Regions from separate parts of the Zea mays genome. Here region 2 is linked to region 1. A link is a contact called in public Hi-C data. All regions are on one chromosome and are shown on one strand. The core of a region is the stretch at or near the end of the contact, and the rest is flanking DNA. Distances in the headings are between cores, read along the strand shown. Region 1 has its middle 10 kb from the start of LOC100273606. Region 2 holds the start of LOC100381745.

The links. A called contact is a pair of places that touch in the nucleus more often than the background predicts.
Region 2: a contact with region 1 is called in a Hi-C map of endosperm, with 2.2 times the contacts expected there. The contact joins the promoter of LOC100381745 here to the enhancer-like site in region 1. A contact is called at or near these places in 5 of 25 Hi-C or Micro-C datasets (ear, endosperm, leaf and 1 more).

The regions. Positions count from the first base shown.
Region 1 is chr1:97,511,369-97,514,524 of Zm-B73-REFERENCE-NAM-5.0, forward strand. No RefSeq gene overlaps it. Among protein-coding and RNA genes, the nearest start is that of LOC100273606, 10 kb to the left of the region's middle. Within about 2 kb of position 1,538, at least 14 of the 20 cell types and tissues checked have an H3K27ac peak or open chromatin away from gene starts, as enhancers often do. A contact at or near this core is called in ear, endosperm, leaf and 1 more, where this site is marked.
Region 2 is chr1:97,700,164-97,703,499 of Zm-B73-REFERENCE-NAM-5.0, forward strand. LOC100381745 reads right to left here and starts at 1,642. Exons shown (of 1, transcript NM_001174550.1): 1 at 256-1,642. The coding sequence starts at 1,396. The coding sequence ends at 500.

The DNA.
Region 1 (3,156 bases), core at 288-2,787:
TTCCTAACAAGAACTTCCCAAACGCGTAGATTAAAACTGAATGGTGAGCTTTTGATCCATTCAATTACTTTATTATTGGATGATGCATGGCTAACCAAATCAGCCATACAAAAATAGTGTTCTTGTCCTGGAACAATCCTGTATCTCTCATTCATCAAATCAAAAAAATTCATCCCCTCCTCAACTAGGCCGCAGTGGCAGCAAGCCACCAAAACCAGAAAGAATGTATTAGCATCAGGCTTGTGTCTTCCATGAATCATCTGAACAAACAATCCAATCACATCCTGTTCATGACCATGATCATACAGAGCAGACAACATGCCATTCCACAGCACTGCATTCTTCCTTTCCTTACCTGTTAGGCTGAACACCTTTATGGCACCAGACAGAAAACTGCATTTTGAATACATGTCAATGATTGCGGTAACGATCATCACACTTCGATCAAAGCCACATCTTAGCAACATTCCATGGATCTGCTGCCCAAGGTTCAGTGAACGCATAGCCGCACAAGCACTCAGGCAACAACCCAAGGTGATTTGATCTGGCTGCAAACCTTCCTTCATCATGTGTTGAAACATATTCAGTGCATCCATTGGCTGCCCATGGCAAGCATATCCCTCGATGAGTGCAGTCCATGTAAACGCATTCCTCTCTGGCATCTGATCAAAGAGCTGACGAGCGGTAGCCAATTGGCCATCCTCAGCACAGGCACAAACTACTGTCGTCCACATACGCACATCCTTGATATGCATCTCGCCAAACAGCTTCCTAGCATCATCAACACAATGGCATTTTCTATAAACATCAAGAAGAGAGCTGGCAATTTTCACATCAGACAAGAACCCAAGAACCACCAAATGGCAATGGAATTGCCTGGCAAGCTCCCTATCCATGAGCTGGGCGCCGGCCACAAGGAGCGCCAAGAAGGTGTGATAGTTGTACCCAAGGGAGGGGTACATGTTCCGGAGCTCGGAGTACAGCTCCACAGCTCCCTGCGCTTCGCCGCCACGCCCGAGCGCGAGCATAACAGCATTGTAAGAAACGAGTTCCCGGTGTGGCATGGAAGAGAATACCTCAGAAGCGGGTGCGGCGAGTGACAGACGGGCGTACCCAGCGAGCATGGCGTTATAGGAGTGGACGCTGGGGCGGGGCATTTTGGTGAACAGCCGGCGGGCGTCACGCGGTCGGCCGAGGAGGAAGTTAAGCGAGAGGAGTTGGTCGGCTAGCTGAGTGGAGCAGGGGACGAGGTGCTTGAGGCCGGCGAGGCGGACGTAGAGGAGGAGGCGGCCAGCTAGGGAGGGGAAGGACGGCGCGGCTGGGCGGAGCAGGAGGAGACCGGCGAGGGAGGAGAGGAGCGGGAACGGCGCGCGCAGGCCGGCGCGAGCGAGGGTGGGCAGAAGGGAGACAGCCGCGGGGGCGTTCCCGCCAGATATACAGCTGTGGAGAGCGGCGAGGAGGCCCGAGTATTGTCGAGGCGAGGCCGGAGGAGACGGCTCGCCGGGGACGGGCATTGGGGTGCGGCCGTGCAGAGCTCGGACAGGGCTGCGGATGGTGGTTGTTGGATCGTTGCTAATTCAAATAAACGGACGGCCGTGATGGACCGATCTAACGGCTATCGATTTGAGTCCATGATTCCTGAATCTTGAGTCCCGGTCGTTTATGCTTACCAGTTGCCATGAGGATTTGAGGTAGGTTGAGGCGTTGTCATGGACGAGGTTTGGGATTGAGCGATCACTCGATTGAGCCTTGAGAGGCTGTGGAGCAGTACCCGAGCTATTAGGTTAAACTAGGAGGCTAGCCTAGCCCCGTTCACGGCAGCTAGGTTAATACCTGGCATAGACGAAGGCGGAGCTAGTCAAGCCACAAAAATTGGCATTATCAAGTTCATTTTGAGAAAAGAGAAATGCTATACTCATTACTACAATATAGCTATTGTTTATGAAGCCGAATTAGAGTCATATTTAGCTGAAGCTTCTTTACTACTATAAAGCACCTTCTTGACGGCTGCATCACGCGTGAAACGCGTATATTGATTTCCCTTCCCCTACAATGAGTTGTTACCTTATAGATAGACCGTAAAACCTATCCAAGTCCTATTAGTGGGGTCGTTACCCACAGATGGAACATGAGAAATCACACAAGCCTAGCATGACAGAAAGCTGCACGCACTGTAGTGCTCCCACATATAGTATCACCCAGCTAGTTAGAGAAGGACGAGCGACCCAGCGAACTATAAAGTCGGACTCCTTTTCAACACATACCTTTCTAGCCCTTTGACTAAGATAAAGTATAATATATGTTCTTGTGTGCCGTGTCGCGGCGCACGAGCATTGTACTAGTCACCAAACAAAAACCTCAGTTATACCTTCTTTGTAGTATAACTTACTTTGACATTGATTGGAAACTTTCAAAACGGTGAATAATTTGAATTGGAAACTAATGTATATAAATATGTATCTATTCAATATTTGATCATGAAGTTGTTTATAGGCAACTCATGAATGAGGAATAAAACGTTAGCTTAAAACCGTATAACACAAATGTCCTGGCATTAGCACGGCTACCCCAAAGTTCAATTTGCCTATTTGAAAGTGTGTGCGATAATTTGCGCTACTGATGGGTTCAAAACCTTGACAATTGTGCTAGTGATGGGTGTGTTCCAACATTGTATCTGCAATTTCTCTGGTTTCCCAGAGCACGTCGTGATTTGGATATATGCAGTGCGCTGATTGATCTCTTAGATTTTGCCCCTCCATCATGACGCCGAATGGTTATATGCAGTGCGCTGATTGATCTATTAGATTTTGCCCCTCCATCATGACGTCGAGACATCTCATGATTCGGCTATAAGAGGTATAGAACATGGAGGATGATGGCCCTGTAGCTACAAAATCAGGATCGCTTGGCATACCTCGATACAATGATGAGGCACCACTGTGGTACCCATAATGCTCCTAGGGATCATGCATAGGGTGTGCTATGTCATCGTAGCCGGTCCTCCAAGATGAATGACCAAGATTCAGTTGACCAAGGGTTGAGTGAAGTGGGGATACCACTCGACCAATATCCATGGTGATTTCCTTTGACCCCTCATTATGGAGGGAACCGTGCCTCCTCTCCTTCCTCTTTCTCCTGTCGCTCGAGTTGTTGTCG
Region 2 (3,336 bases), core at 392-2,891, 190 kb after region 1:
CCAAATCCAGCTACCTTGGCATTGAAGGAGGAGCAGAAGCTACGGTTGTTAACGGAACAGGAAGGATCCAAAGTCCAACGGGAGGAGCCCAGCTGATAACTACCACCTGCCTACGGGCTGCGGGAGTGAGTGAATGATGAGCGCGACCAAAAACGCCGCCGGCGCACACACAGATCGACCGGAACAAAATTCAAGTCGCGGGGTCAGAGGCCAGCTAGCGGAGCTCCCCAGATCGCCGTCATTGACACCTTCGCTAATCCAATGTCTTCGTCTAATGTGCTGCTGCTGCTGCTGCAGCTGCCAAACTTGGCTGCCTTCACCATCGAATTTTACTTGCAAATTTGTTTCCGCTCTCGTGGCGGCTAGCTAGGCGCTAAGCGCTACTACTACTACTGTACTAGTAACGAACACCGTCATAGCATCTTCGAAATTACACAAAATAAAGAGATCTTTGGCCCCGGCACGCCGGCGACGACGAGGACCGGTCGGCGAGGCCGCGTCATCGGAGCCGACCCATATCAGCGAGCTTCCGGGAGGCGTTGCGCCCGAACGACGCGAGCCGCCGGTGGCTGTCTCCCAGCGCGGAGGGGTCCGGCGGCTGGCACCGGCGCCGGCCGCCGGCGGAGCTGGGCCGGACGAGCGGGCTCAGGCACACGGCCAGCCCCGAGACTCCGTCCCCGCTGGCGCCCGAGCCCGCGCCGTGCCGCCGCCGGTGCTGCTGTCTGGCGGGCGACGGCGAGGGGAACCACCAGCTGCCGCCGCCGGGGGACTCAGGCTCCTCGTCCTGCGGCGCCGGGAAGGACTCAGGCTCCTCGCCCGGCCTCCGCTTGCGGCGGGTGATCGCCGAGAGCCACGAGGTGGACCGCCGGGGAGGCTCCTTCCTGTTCCTGCCGGCCTCTTCCCGTTCCCGCCCGTGCCGCCGCCGCAGCCTGCCGCCGAAGATCGCTGACAGAAAGGACCGCCGCGGCGCGGCCTGCTTCCTCCTGCTGCCGCCGCCGGTGTCCTCCCCGTCCCCGGGCTCGTCGCCGCGGAACGCGGGCCCGACCTGCGGCGTGCGGAAGAAGAGGAGGCTCGGCTGGTGCTGGTACGCGGACGACGACGACGACGAGGAGGAGGTCGCGTAGTAGGCGCAGGCGTCGGAGCGCCGGCGCTGCACGTACGGCGACACGGAGCGTGGGAACGTCCCGGTTCTTGCCTCGTCGTGGCCGTGCTGGCGGTGGCGCCGCGCGGGCAGGTGTAGGGGCGGGGGCGAGCTGCTGCTGCTCCCGTAGCCCCCGTCGCTGCTGGCCTCGGCGGCGGCCTGGGCGCGCTCGGCGGCCAGCGCGAGGAGGCGGTCGCGGAGGCAGGCCGCGCAGACGCCCACGGCGTTGGCGTAAGGGTGGAGCTTGCACCTCATCTCCCTGCGCTCATCAGGTCGGCCAGCCGCAGGCCCGCAGCAGCAGAGTGTCGAGAGGAAGGAAGGAGCAGAGGCAGATCGCGAGACTGCAGGAGACAGACAGCAGCAGACCGGTTGGTTGGTTGGTTGGGTTTGGATTTTGGCGTGGCCTTTGTATTGTACCAGCGGCGTTGTACCGCAGGGCGGCTCGGGTTTTCCCTGTGCTGTGCGCTGTGGCCTGTACGCGGTCCCCCTGGACTGGAGTGGTTGGGCTGGGCGGGCGATGACGCCGTAATGGCTGGGATTTTATTTCGGGGGAGAGAAGGACGACACGGGATGGGGTGCGTGTGCCCGAGGCTCGGAAGTCGGAAGTCGGAACGAAACGGAGTGATTCATCTAATAATATTAATTATGCACCGTAATTATTAACATTTTTATTATATAAATTTGATTAAAGTTAAGAACGTTTGGCTCGTCAAAAAAACAAACAAACAAAAACGACACTAATTTTAGAACCAAAGGAGTACATAAAAATCAAATAAAGTGACAATAAGCTCACCAAGGAGTTAGTATAAATATATACACCCGATCGTAGCATCTAGGTTCGTAACTGTGTTTCAATGATTAATGACGATGTAAGATTATTGTAACTATTGCGTATTTTGTAGAGACAAATTGAGTTAGCTATATCTATGCTCCTACTGATTGAGATCAATTATCAAGTTTTAAAGGAAGATCGAGGAGGTTAAGAAACACTTAGTTCATGTGTCAAAAAGTTGCTAGATTGCTAGATGTATAGATTAACAATATGATCTTTATTTTTTTTGTTTCGCCGTACTATTAATGAGGCATAGATGGGTAACTTTTCTTAGATAAGTCTAGTGTAAAAGTGGTGATGCACATTTCTAAAAACTAGTGTTGAGTAACCCTATAAGAGCCTATAAGAAGTTTAACAATAAAGTAAACTCAATGTGTCATGTGTGCGACAGACATGTGCACCGAATGCGTGATTGCCTTGTTTAGAACGACCGCTTATACATGGCCTGACCAAGTAGAGCAAATGATGTCATGCTGCTTGAAACATATAACCAAGGTGAGTTTTCGCAACAATCATAGAGAAACCAAGTTCAAGCTAGCGCATATATGCTGGTGCGCTCTTCACCATTAGCCCAAGTGTCGCACGAAGCACAATGACGATGACTTAAGTGATAGGAGCAAAAGATTTTGTCTAAACTTAGATGATGATTATAGCTCCACGTCACAGAAAAAGTGTGGACGCACTGCCCCATTGGTCGCGATAGGGCAAGAGCACACCAGAAGGAAAAGGACCCGAGAACTAGTAGCGAGTCTCCGTCTACATAGAAATAAATATTAAAGAAGCTCTAGAGGATTCTTGAAACTAAATTATTTAAGCAATTTAATAACTTGCTAGATCGTTCCATGGTCAACATGGATGAAGACACGAAAAGGGGGTCTATAGATTGGCCTTAAAAATTGATAAAACAACTTAAATTAGACAAGAGACGGCGGAAAAGACCAAATAAGAATATGAAAAAGAGTATAATAGTTTATTATTTATATTTATGAACTAGGCATTTTTTTAGTTTTTAAGTTATGTAATTTTAATTGTAACTTTAGAATTTTATTTGCTTAATCATGTAACCAGATATATTTTATTTGAATAAAACAATGTATTATATACTAATTAAAAGATTTTAAAAGAAAAGCTTTCATATTAACTAAAAGTATCTAAAAGAAAAGCTGAAAAGCGTACGTGATGATAAGACGACGGTAGAATGAGTAAAGTTTTATAACAAATAAAGACTGGGCTTGTTCGTTTTGCTCTTAATCTATGTGGATTGGATGGGATTGAGTGAGTTTAATTCTCAAACAAGTAAAAAAAATTCAAATACTATTCAATCCATATGGGATAAGAATAATCGAACAATGTGTAAAATAGA